2 separate regions of the Capra hircus genome follow, and region 2 is linked to region 1. A link is a contact called in public Hi-C data. All regions are on one chromosome and are shown on one strand. Each heading gives the region's core, a stretch centred on a gene start, on an enhancer-like site or on the middle of the called end of the contact. The rest is flanking DNA. Distances are from core to core; before and after follow the strand shown.

Region 1 (6,568 bases), core at 1,137-3,636:
TGTTTACAGCTTGTCTCATCCTTATCCTTAGAATATAAGTTCCTTGCAGGCAGAGTTTTTTAAATTTTATTCTACTATATTCCCAGAGCCCATAACAATGCATGGCACAGAGCAGGTATTCAATAAGTAATTTTTGCTTGAGTGATAAAACAAACTAGACTGTAGGTTATTTAATAGGAGGAATGATGTCTGATTTGTATTTGTATGCCCCAAGTGGAGTCACTCAGTCGTGTCCGACTCTCTGCGAACCCATGGACTATAGCCCACCAGGCTCCTCCATCCATGGAGTTTACTAGGCAAGAGTACTGGAGTGGGTTGCCATTTCCTTCTCCAGGGAACCTTCCCGACCACTACCTACCTTAGTAGGTAAAGAAAGACCTCAGTTAACTATGAACCAATGAATGATACATAGGAATCACCACACAGGTAGCACTAAAGCTGTCATTCATTTTGAGTAAGGATTTTGATCTCTATGATGTGTCTGTGGTGGTACAGTGAGTGTGTGAGAACTTTAAATGGCTGCCTCTGGCTTTTCACTTTTAGAAAGTGCAAGAGGACTATGGGTGAAGAACAAGAGGGTAAGTGAGCAATGGCCAGCAGGGCGTTTGGCATCACCCACACTTGCTGTGGGGCCTCCTCTCCTTGTATCTCACTTTATTCCTTGATATCCCTTTAAGTTTCCTGAAATACACCCGTATTTCTGTCTGTCCTATACTTCTTCATAAACACAATGTATCCTTAAAATTTATTAACAATCTGACCTTTGATTCATCTACTTGAAAAAGCAATGAAAATTCACAAATCAGGAGATTCTAAAAATTTACCATTTTTGTTTGGTACAAAGTACTAAAATATCTCATGGATATATTTTTAAGAACACAGCAATTATATATTCCAAAGACCTGCATTCAATTTCAAAAGGTTGATTAAAATGATAAAGTTGCTGCACTTAATTATATAATAAAATTAATGGTATTTAATAGGCTATTAGCATTTGTTCTGGAAATGTGTTTCGCAAGACTGAAACCAACAAATCTGTCAAAAATTAACTTCTAGAGCAATGAATGTTTTATAAACGATGATAAAAGAAAATTCCACAATTGGGTTATAGGGTGGCACAATTTATGAGTAAACATATGATGAAAAAGATAAAGTACTGTAATATAATTTACAGATAAAACAGGCTAGGGTACGAAAGAAATTTCATTTACAATTAAATGTGAGAATATTTGAAGAAGCTACTTACAGTAGATTTTTCAGGAGATGATGGAACATCGAATGTTTCATTAACATGGTTTTCCAGATCTTGTTGAGAATGTGAGTAATGAATCTGGCTCCAGCTGTTCTTCTTTGATTGTTTGGGTGGTAAAGCTGGAGGCTGCCCATCTCCAGGAGTCTCTTGTGATCTAGTTAGGAAAAGAAGGGGAAAAAATTAAGTATTTTGGAAGCTGTCTTATATAATTATTTTAAAAGCTAGGGTCAAGCAACTCACATATTTACTATGTCTAGTAGGAGACAAGCTTTAAATACCATATTTATTTGCAAGTGCACTGTTTAATGAAAACTTTCTTAACTTTGAAATTTAAAGTAATATATCTAATTTCTTAATTTATCAAATCTGTAAACAATTCTACAGACTGTTTATGTAATAAATAATAAAATATACTTTAAGGATACCCCTATGAAGAGATTTATCGATTTACCATAACAATGTATATATATTTCCAAAAACCCCTTTCTAAGGTCTTCATTGGAGTTCTATGGGCAGGCAGAGAGATGAGAACTGAGAGCCACGCTGTGCACAGATACCAAGCTAAAACACATATACTCGGTGCCACCTTAGAAATCAAGGGATTGTCCATTTTATTTGGAAATAAAATGCAATTTATGGAAGTGATGAACACAATGGGTAAGAGTGCTGAGTTCACTGAGGAGACAAAACTGGAGAAGACAGTGTGGGAAAACCTGATTTTAGGTGAGGACGCAAAAACCCAATTAACATTAGAAAGCAGACACCTGAGGCAGAAGCAGCAGGAGCAGATGAGCTGAGTCTGACAGGGGAAACCTCAAGGTTAAAAATGTACCTTTTAGGAAGGAGCACAGTGTATGCAGTAAAAGGTGAGTTTTTCACAAAGGCCAGAAGGGGGAACCAGTGGTTCAACTTGGACCCCAGAAAGCCTGTGTCCATAGAAGTCCTGGACTTGAAGGGACCCGGAAGGGGAAAACTGACCATCAGTGGGGTTTTTATTTATCTCAGAGGTAGCAGAAGATCCTTTGGGAAAATAAAAGAATTTTTATCCCACTGCCTAAGGACAGGTGAGAGAGTTGACAGCTGCTGTCTCAACCTCATGGCTGCTGCTGTGGTAATTAGGACAGATGCTAAAGGCACATCTACAGGCCTGCAAGAAGCAGAACTGTACCCTTCAGTCCTCCCTGGCTCACATTAGGACTGGCTATATGATGTGCTCTGGCCAATGAAATATGAGTAGTCTCTTCTGAAGGGAATATTTGTGTTTGTGTTTCTCTCTTCCCTCAGGCAGGAAACCAGCCATGTCCCAACAGGGGCTGCTATCAGTCTGAGCCTTAAATGACCATGACAGAGCAGAGCCACAGGTGATCTGTGAGTATACGGAATGTAAGGAAGAAAGAACCCTTGTTGTATGTTACTGTAAGTGGGGAGAATCTGCTACCATGGCATAATTTGGCCTAAGATAACTGACACAGAGGTTACTGCCAGAGTGGCTCTTGGAGACATGCTGCTCTTGGTAGAGAAGCTATGAACTTACTGAGAGACTTGCTGCTAGACACCTGGTAGATATGGTAGTGATACTAAAATCTGCTTAGTGCCAAGGTAGTCAGCCAGGATTAACACTGAATGATCTAACTTCTCCTAAGAGAAAATATAGCTCTTCTAATCTAGTATAAATTATACTCGCTAAATACACAATAACAACCACTCAGCAGTCTACATGGAAGACTTCAGGGCTCAAAATGCTCTAAATTCTGGTAAGTCTATAAAGACCGCATCAGACAGCATATCTCCCCATTTCAGCAAAAGCTTCTCTGAGGTCTATCTTGATGGCTAGAGACTCCAGGTCCCAGATATACTAGTTTTTATTCTGCTAATTTCAACTGCCAAGAACTCAAGCCTCTAAGATCCAATACATTCAAGGGCTGGTGGTCCAAGAAAACGTCCTCACAGATTACAGTAGAGATGTGTGCTTCCACCATGGCCTGCTGTAGGGGATTAGGACAGGTAACTGTAGGCAACCCTTGGCAGAGCCTCAGATATGAAATTTCTAAAAGGCAGTTGATTAAAATACTCCAACACCTCACGAAAACCAGAAGTCATTGGACTTCACATGGACTAATCAATAGGTCTCATCTCTTCTTTAAGACTAAGTATAACCATGAGGGGAAGGTGAAGAGAAGCTTTTTTTTAGTTTTGCGTATGGCTGTCACACCTGGGAAGCATTTCATATTAAAACTAAAGGTCTTGGCAAGACTATAGGGTTAAGATCAGGTGGGAATGGAGTCAGAGCAACTATCTTTATCCTTGGTTCAGCTGTCTAAACATAGTGCCAAGACAAACAACAGGGACAAATGTAAGCCTGATAGGCAGCACGGTGTCCAAGTGAGCCATGCCTGGTGGGCAGGGGCATCATGGTGGCAGCACTCAGTTACAAGAGGGGACAGCGCTGACACACTGACAACATGGGACATTCTGCTCATTGCTGAATCCGCACTTCCGGGGTTAGAGACTAGGGGTATACAGTCCAAAAAACTATAGATGTGATTTTTATTATGTGCTTTTGATTAGCACCTAGAGAAGGAAATGGCAACCCACTCCAGTCTTCTTGCCTGGAGAATTCCATGAACAGAGGAGCCGGGCAGGCTACAGTCCATTGGGTTGCGAACAGTCATACACGACTAAACAACTAACACTCATTTTGATTAGAAATCATTGTCCAAGAACAGTGGCTGCAAATTCATGGCTTCTGGGCCAACTTTAGCTACAGACATTTGGCCTGTTCACTGTAAAACTGTGAGTTGACTACATTTAAAAAATTATATATCTGGATTTCCAGAATTAAAAACTTGGAAGCTCTGGAAAAAATGGACTAGCATTACAAGTTGTTAACAACTGAACAAAGCCAAGTGATAGCTGCTGCTTTTGGGTGACCATGGGCATTCCAGTCCACGTGAATCCCACCCACACTCTGGTAGGTGTCTGACTATACCTTCTCCTTTACTTATTCAGAGTCTGCAGGAAGACACAGGAAGGAAGAGAGTTTAAGTATACTGGCCTGAGTCGGGATTTGAGTCGAACTCTAAAGAAAAGGTAAGGAGAATACAGTGCAGGCTGGAAGGACTAGGCAAGATCTCAGAGAGGAAAAGACAATACAATTTTGGATTTCAGGATAGGACTATCTGTCTTCTTTCATTGTTTTGTTACTTTTTTGTTAAAGTAACTTCACAGAGAGTGAGACAGGCTCTCCACAAGTCTGATTATTGCAGAGGGTTATTATAGTTGGTCTGGGGAACTTTCACTAATTAGGTGCTCTCCCAGTAATCCTGGCAGCAATTACCCTTTCTGTTTTTTCAACTTCAATAACCAAACATTCACTCTCTCTTCTTTCTTTCTTTCTACCTACCTATCTTTCTACAGTGTATAAAAGTAATCAAGAATATAAATACAGACTCCTAAAATTCTTATTCTGGGCAAAAGCTATCAATTACATTTTAAAAACATACCCATATTAACTCATCTTATTTTAAGAAATAACTCCCGTGTTCATATTTAATGTAGAAGTATTACATGCAGTCAATCTATTACTTAAACAATTATCTAGGAAGATGACATTTTTTAATGCAACAAATTTTATTTAGCGTAGTCAGTCCCAACATTCAGCACAAACAAAGTTTACAGAGGATAGAAAGTGCATTAATAAAAGCCAGTCTTTACCAAAAGAAAACAGAAAACATATTATTGATTCAAAATATTTTACACTTGAATGATAAACTGCAATAACATTATTATTATTATTATAGTTTATTATTCAAGTGTAAAATATTTTGAATCAATAATATGTTTTCTGTTTTCTTTTGGTAAAGACTGGCTTTTATTAATGCACTTTCTATCCTCTGTAAACTGTTTTTGGGGGGGCACCTACTGAATTAAGGTGACTTCCCTGGTGGCTCAGACGGTAAAGCGTCTGCCTGCAATGTGGGAGACATGGGTTCGATTCCTGGGTCGGGAAGGTCCCCTGGAGAAGGAAATGGCAATCCACTCCAGCACTCGTCTGGAAAATCCCACGGACAGAGGAGCCTGATAGGCTACACCCCGTGGGGTCACAAAGAGTTGGACACGACTGAGCGACTTCACTTCACTTCACTGATATAAGAGAAAGGAAGAAAAGAAAAGAATACTTTAGAAGAGTTCAGTCTCCATCTGGTATCAGGGAAGTCAGTAGAGGTCACTGAGACCGGTAGTCTTTCTTGCTTTCTGCATTAGTGCCCTCAGCTGGAACTATTTATGGGACAGAAGACACACACGCTTTAGGAAGATGTCTAGGTCTATTACTCCCCTCCTCAAAGCTTCTCCCAGGTGTCTTCAATAGCATTTTCCTCTGCATACAGATTTAGGATCTGTTTGTATAGTGGGGCTGTGGGAATGACAACTTCATCAACATCATTGTTTTCAGACTGATTTTCCATTTTCTCCAGAGGAGAACTGAGTTCTTTCTCAAAAGTTCTATGTTTTTATCAACCTCAGCTACTTCTTGATCTAAACGGGTAACCATCTCTTCAAGTTTCTGGTGACCTTTCTTCAGGTCTTCCTCTATTCATTTCAAGGCACTGAATTCTGCCTGGGCACGATCCATTTCCTCCTTCATCCGCCATCTCAGTCTGTCACTGACCACTGAGATGAGAGAGGCTCGGATAGTGTCCTCGCTGACTGTGCCATCCTACTGGGACCAAAAGTGGTCACAGGAGGCTGGGAAGGGTACTAGGAACTTGTTGTGGCAGGATACTGATCACCAGGTCGGTAAGGACAGCCTGGGTAACCACTGGGATTGGGAGGGTACCCGGATGGGTATGCAGAAATCCCACTTGGCAGACCTGGCACGTAGGAAGTATTTGGTGGCTCTACTGCCTGGTATGGTGGATAGGATGCTGAAATAGTAGGACGAGAGAAGACTGGAGATTCATCTCCAAACACCACAATCATGACTTGAATAAGCCCCAATAAGTCTGACTGTGGGTGCTTCCATTCATGTAGATAAGGAAGATATATCTTACCATTAGCATCCACATGCTTTCCTGTTTTAATAGTCATTGAGCTAGTAGGCTTAATGAAACAGATAGGGGGATTATACGGATTTGTGTCCAGCAGCCACAGGCAGATTGGAATACTGTATGTACTATTTCTATAAGGCACAGGAATTGTGCCAGTAAGGTTCATTAGTTCTCTGGAATTGCCGTCATTAAAAACGTATGAATCCAATACAGGTTTGAGATCTTTGTATAAAGTAATAACGTTAACAGTTTCACATACAGTTAGGTC
Region 2 (6,568 bases), core at 1,021-3,520, 150 kb after region 1:
TTAAATCCTTCTGTAATAATGAAGTGTACATTGGTCACAGTAGAATAGTTCAAATGAATTTTCCTGAGGCTGCATTCTAAGTACATCTGACCCAGAAAGTATTTTTAGTAAGTGTGTTCAATCAATGCTGGTTTATGCCTAGTCTAAATTAGAAATCGGGTGTCACAAATTTAAAGTAACAAAGTTACTAGGGATATTTTAAAAGATATTCAATTAGAAAATCAGGGGAAAACCACAAAGTTTAAACAATTCAATACCCACAGCCTATAATCTAAGCAGGTTCTAGGAAAACAGGCAATAAGAAAGCCACACCTTCATCCATAACTACTTTTGAGGAACCTATGATTTTCTAATTTTAACCTACTCAATAAAACTGCAAAACAGTGATGGCTCCCTGTTTTCAAAATCTCTTGCCAAATGTTTAAAATAGGCTAGCTAAGTCACAAACACTTCCATATACAAAAATAAGGTCATAAGTCTCTTCTTAAAAATCACTCAAGATCATGATATTGTGGGACCATGCACATGTTTCAAAGAAGAGGTGACAAAGATATGTGTGCCATTAAAGAAAGAGAGAGAGAGAGAGACATAAAAATAGCTTCTGTGGTAATTAGAGCATAAATTTATTCTGACAAAAAATGGTGGGATCCACAAAATGATTGTGTTCTACTATGAGTTAGTAAAGAAGCTCTGTAGAGAAAAACTTTTGCTTACAAAAAGCCTTTAAAAAAATATATATATATAGGTTGAATTTCTCAAATTCAAGATTTAACTGATGTACTATCTAGCTCTATTCCATTAAGCACATTTTGGGCTCTGAACAATCGTTTATTTTAAGGCCATCTCCTTCCCCCTTAAAAAAACATTTTTCCCCCCCTCTGGCAACAAAGATTAAGGTTCAAAAATCAGGATAAAAAAATACCCTGGCCTAACAGTCCCACAGTCTTCTTTTTACTCAAACCATACTTTACAAGTCGGATACTTGGGGCGTTTTGATTTTTTTTCTCCATAAACATGGTTAAATTGTAATGTTGCAACTGGGCCCAAGATTTGGTTACATAAACCGAATATTACTCCAATTTCTGATTTTAACAGCAGTTGGTATATTGCAGATACACAGACTGTCCTAGAAAAAGCGCCTGAAAAACCCTACCCATACACATTGTCCTCCGCTGTGGTTCACCGTACAATGCCTCCCAGGCATAAAGTCTCCCATTCTAAGTTTCCCAGAACCATCCGTGCGTATATATGTGCCACTGTAAACTACTCCATGTTAAGGAAACCCTGGGAAGCGCATCCGTACGTCTATTTTGCTACACCTCAACTTTTTCTTTTGGCTCAACTACAGGTTTCTAAACACAAGCATGCAAAGGCAGAATCATAAAAGGCTTAAAACTTCAACGGTAGGACAGTATGCCCAAGTAGCAAGAAGGAAGCTTTCAAAGGAGCCAATTTTTTTTTTAAAAAAGGAATCCTACCACCAATGGAAAACTCTGAAGATTCTAAAACCTCACTTAGAGTTTAGGGGCCGTGGAACATTCCATCTCCGCACCTATTCCATCCCTTCTCCCCTGACTCCCCCAGAACAGAGATTCCAACTAAAACACCAGGAGGCTGAGAGCAGGGGTCCCACGAAGAAAGGGAGTAAGGCAAAAAGCATCCTTCCCCCCTGACTTGAAATCAGTCTCACGCCTTCGGCCGGCCCCACCTGGCGGGCCGCAGGTAGCAGCCTCGCGTGCCACGCCGGGCCGAGAGGCGGCCGGGACCCAGAGCCTCTTACCTTCGTGTCCCAGCCGCGTCCTCCGGGCTGGAGAAGAAAAGCCTGGAGGCCCGGCCGCGCCGCCCCCGGGGCTCCGTCAGCGTCCGCCCAGCAGCCGGCGCCGCAGCGGCCGCGCCACGGCCCCGAGCCGCCGGCACCACCTCATACTGCGGGGCTGCCGCGCGCTCCCGCACCTCCCTGCGGGGATGAGCTAATCCAGCCCCGCAGCGGTGTCGCGGGGGTGGGGGCCCCGGAGCGGGGCCCAGAATCCAGCCCCGGGGACCCCGGAGTCCTGAGGGAACAATGTGGGGCCGCGAGGAGGAGGAGCGGAACGGCGCGGCGAGAGCGAACGGGCGGCAATCCTAAGCAGCGTTTGTGTGTGAGAGTGCAATGGGCGCTCAGTCCCTCCCGCCGCCGCCTCCTCCACCTCTTCCTCCTCCTCCTCCTACTCCGTCTCCTCCTCCCTCAAGCACACCCCGTCTCCCAGGCCACAGCATAGCAACCGAACATGGCGGCTGCGCAGACGCCGCCAGTCAGCCGCCCGGAGCTGCGGCCGCGGCCACGGGAGGCGATCTCGCGAGAGGTGAGGCCAAGCCCCCTCCCCGCCGGCGCGGACTGGAAGCGGCCCCACCAGCCCGAGCGCGGGGGACGCGCAGGTGCGAGGGAGGAGGGACCTAAGCGGGTGGGAGGGGCTACGAGGGGCGGGGCGCTGTGGCTCCGCGGCGATTGGTTACTGAAACTGGGACCCTCCCCCGCTGGACCTAGAGACTCGAGGGACCCCCACAGAGAGGGGAAAAAAAAACCTCAGTTTAAAGTGGAAAACCGGACCTTTTGGTCCCAGGTTGTCCCAACTTCAGTGCTGAAAAAGGATACAGGTTTTAGGGTGCAGATTTGAATGATTTCCTCTCCTAAATATAGACCCTGAAACAAAGAACAAACAACATTCATTTACAGCGTTTGAGTGCCTCTGTGTGCCAGGAGCGATGTGCTGTTAAATATGAGATTAATTCATGCTAACCAAGTGTATGAATCAGTTACCACCAGGCCAGGGTTTTTAGCCAGGTGATTCTAAAATCTTTTTGATGATACAAACTTACTGGCGGTGAGACAAATGCCTGTGGGCTGGATGATAGTGGAAATGACGGCGGGAGGAATTTTTGCGTTCATTTTTGTCAGAGTCCCCTTCTGTCATCAGACTCCTTCTTGCTCTTCCTCGCTCTTAGCTTCAGCACCCCACCAGGGCTGTCCTTCATGAAACATTCTTTCAAAAATCATTTTCCCTCCAACCCGACAAAAGGCCTATTTACTAATCAGGGAGGGTTTTTGCAAGCTAAAACCTTGCAGATCTGTACAGATCTGTGAAATTTGCAGTTTCTAGGGACTCTCACCTGGCTCAGTTTTTCTGTTTTAAAAAGACAACCCATCAGTCCATGTTGTTCTGACTTTCCTTCCCACAGCTTGGTTCCAGCCAGGTTCCTTCCTCCTTCCCAGACAGGTTCTCCGGCTTCTGTGTCTCTGTTCTCTGTGCCTTTATTCATACTGTTCCTTCCACTGAAATGCTCTTCCCTTCACCTCCATCCTGTCTACACTCAGTCATCCTCCAACAATGGATCTTCTACCAAAAGTAAGAATTTCTTCCTCTTTGACATGATACTTATAGGTTTATACCTCCTTTTTTTACAGTGTTCTTTTTATTATAAGATATTTATCCCTGTGCAGGTTTTATCCCCACTATCCATGGGGAGCTACTGGAGTCAAGGATCTTGTCTTGGTCATCTTTGTATCCCTTCTGATGCTGGGTGACAGTGACATTGCCCAGTGTCAAAAAAGTTTGTTGAGAGAACGAAATGCTTAAATCTTTAATCGGTGCGATTTGGAGAAGGTACTTGAGACCAGCTCCAGCTGGTCTTGAGACCAGTACCAGCTCCAAATCTGGTAAATTGCTGTGACTCTGAGTGACACTCACCTGATCTGAATTTGTCTTTGTTGATGTCCTGTAGAGCTTTGTAACTAGTCCTCCAACTAACCTTCATATCTCCAGACCTTCTCCCTCAGCCCATTCTGCCTACCCTCATCCATAAAGCACAGTGACCTTCTATACAAATAGAAATCTTGATTGTAATATAAGTATAACTGGAGTCTCAGGATTGGAGAGGCAAGAGGGGGATGCCCTTTGTTTTGGAAAACTCCACAGGATGAGTCCTTTAGGTAAATGGACTATCTATCTATCTACTATTCTTTAGGAAAACTATGAAGTCACTTTTTAAAAATTGAGTTATAATTCATATACTACAGTGCTTTTTGGTATATTTGCAAAGTTGTACAGCCATCACCTCTACCTAATTCTGGAATATTTTCATCACCCCCAAATGGAATCCCATACCCATTAGCAGTCACTCCTCATTCCCTCCTCCCCTAGCCCCTGACCACTAATCTACTTTCTGCCTCCAGGTATTCACCTACTCTGGGCATTTCATATACATTGAATCATACCATCTGCAAATTATCTATCAAAATGGATAAATGTTTGTTTTTATTTAAATTATAATCTTTATAAAAAGTAATCGATGCCTATTCTGGATAATTTTGATGACCACCTTGTCATCAAATGCTGGCATTTGATTTTGTATTTAGCACCAAGAATTATAACTTGCATTTCTTGAGCTAATCAGAAAAAAAAATAGAATACTCTTTGTAGACACGACAGCCTTCTAACTAGGAGATGGTCAAATGTCCTCATGGCTCAGTTCAGTTCAGTCATTCAGTCGTGTCCGACTCTTTGCGAGCCCATGGACTGCAGCACGCCAAGCCTCTCTGTCCATCATCAATGCCCGGAGTTTACTCAGACTCATGTCCATCAAGTCAGTGATGCTATCCAACCATCTCAATCCTCTGTTGTCCCCTTCTCCTCCCATCTTCAATCTTTCCCAACAGTAGGGTCTTTTCAAATGAGTCAGTTCTTTGTATTAGGTGGCCAAAGTATTGGGAGTTTCAGCTTCAGCATCAGCCCTTCCAATGAATATTCAGGACTGATTTCCTTTAGGATGGACTGGTTGGATCTCCATGCAGTCCAAGGGATTCTCAAGAGCCTTCCCCAACACCACAGTTTAAAAGCATCAATTCTTCACCACTCAGCTTTCTTTATAGTCCAACTCTCACATCCATACATGACTACTGGAAAAACCATAGCTTTGACTAGATGGATCTTTGCTGTAAAACTAATGTCTCTGCTATTCAATATGCTGTCTAGGTTGATCATAACTTCTCTTCCAAGGAGCAAGTATCTTTTAATTTTGTGGCTGCCGTCACCATCTGCAGTGATTTTGGAGCCCAAAAAAGTAAAGTCTCTCACTGTTTCTATTGCTTCCCTGTCTGTTTGCCATGAAGTGATGGGACCAGACGCCATGATCTTAGTTTTCTGAATGTTGAGTTTTAAGCCAGCTTTTTCACTCTCATCAAGAGGCTCTTTAGTTTATCTTTACTTTCTGCCATAAGGGTGGTGTCATCTGCATATCTGAGGTTATTGATATTCCTCATGGTACCCTGTGCAAAAGTTTCACAGAAATTCATGTCTAAAAAAGACAACACCATTGGGGCAGAAGGATAAATTAGGAAGTGGGGATTAACACATACACACTACTATACATATAACAGATAAACAACAAGGTCCTACTGTAAGGCACAAGGAACTATACTCAATACTCTGTAATAACCTATATGGGAAAAGAACCTGAAAAGGATATGCAAATATGTATAACTAACCCAGTTTGCTGTACACCTGAAACTAATACAACATTGTAAATCAACTATACTTCAGTATAAAAATAAAAATTAAAAAAAAAATAGACCCTACCACAGCAGTGAGTTTCAGAATCTCATTACAAAAAAAATATTAATTTCAGCAAAACATCATTTACATTACATACTTAACATTAATTGAATTTTTAACTTTATTAATCAAATGTTCAAAATTGTCATTTTATAGATGTAGAAGGGCTATGAGAATGAGTACTTTACACCTAATCTTATGTTTACACAAAACAAAGAAACATAATCTAAATAATTTAATATTACATTGAGAGTTAGCAAGATTTTTTTTTTCAGTTCAAAGTGGCAGCAAACATTCCTAAATATTGGCAGACAGTGCTGCTGACTGTGACTTTTCCCCTTTGTCTGTGCCTGCTCTTGGCTGTGCTTTGGGAGTGAGGAGCAAGGGTTGTGTCCACACTTGGAGGGTGTTGGCAGAAAGGACTGGCCTCGCACTGTGTGACTGACTCCCAACCCCGGGTAGCTATAGCCAGAATGGAAAAGGCATCCATTCTAGCTTGTGCAGCCAAGCCAGGCTGCCTGTGCTGTGGCAGTGACCTCTGGCAGCTGCAAGGCAGCAGAGAAGGAGCTTTGATCAGGCCTTGTGGCCAATTCACCAACCACTGTCTCCCCCCGCCCCAGCCTCCCCATCAACAACTTAGGAGGACCCCTTTGGAAGAATGATAAACTCTTGGGTCACTGGGGATTTCTGAGGAGGACAACCCCACGGGAAGCTAGACTTGGCTTGCTGTGTGGAACTCAGAGTGGTATGAATTTTAACATTAAAAACACGTGACTTAAAGTGACCCGGTTTTGTCACCTAAGCTGGTGAGGTGGGTCATACAAGGAAAACAGGGTTTCAAACACCTGGTCTCTGACATGTGACCTTAACTGGATATCTGTCTGCCTTAGCTGGATTAATTTCATTCTTTCATCTGTCTGGAATCTTCAGACATAACTTGAAGCAAAGCAAAACAAGACAAACAAATTCAGACTTAAACC

What was found. Hi-C and Micro-C count contacts between places; a contact is called where the count stands out from the background.
Region 2: a contact with region 1 is called in a Hi-C map of blood, with 2.6 times the contacts expected there. The contact joins the promoter of PTPN4 here to the enhancer-like site in region 1. A contact is called at or near these places in 2 of 5 Hi-C or Micro-C datasets (both in blood).

Annotation. Positions count from the first base shown.
Region 1 is chr2:64,441,600-64,448,167 of ARS1.2, forward strand. It overlaps PTPN4 (tyrosine-protein phosphatase non-receptor type 4), which reads right to left. Exons shown (of 28, transcript XM_018061760.1): 16 at 1,247-1,406. It also overlaps the pseudogene LOC102183737. Among named protein-coding and RNA genes, the nearest start is that of EPB41L5, 58 kb to the left of the region's middle. Within about 2 kb of position 2,387, at least 1 of the 5 cell types and tissues checked has an H3K27ac peak or open chromatin away from gene starts, as enhancers often do.
Region 2 is chr2:64,596,580-64,603,147 of ARS1.2, forward strand. It overlaps PTPN4 (tyrosine-protein phosphatase non-receptor type 4), which reads right to left and starts at 2,271. Exons shown (of 28, transcript XM_018061760.1): 1 at 1,781-2,271.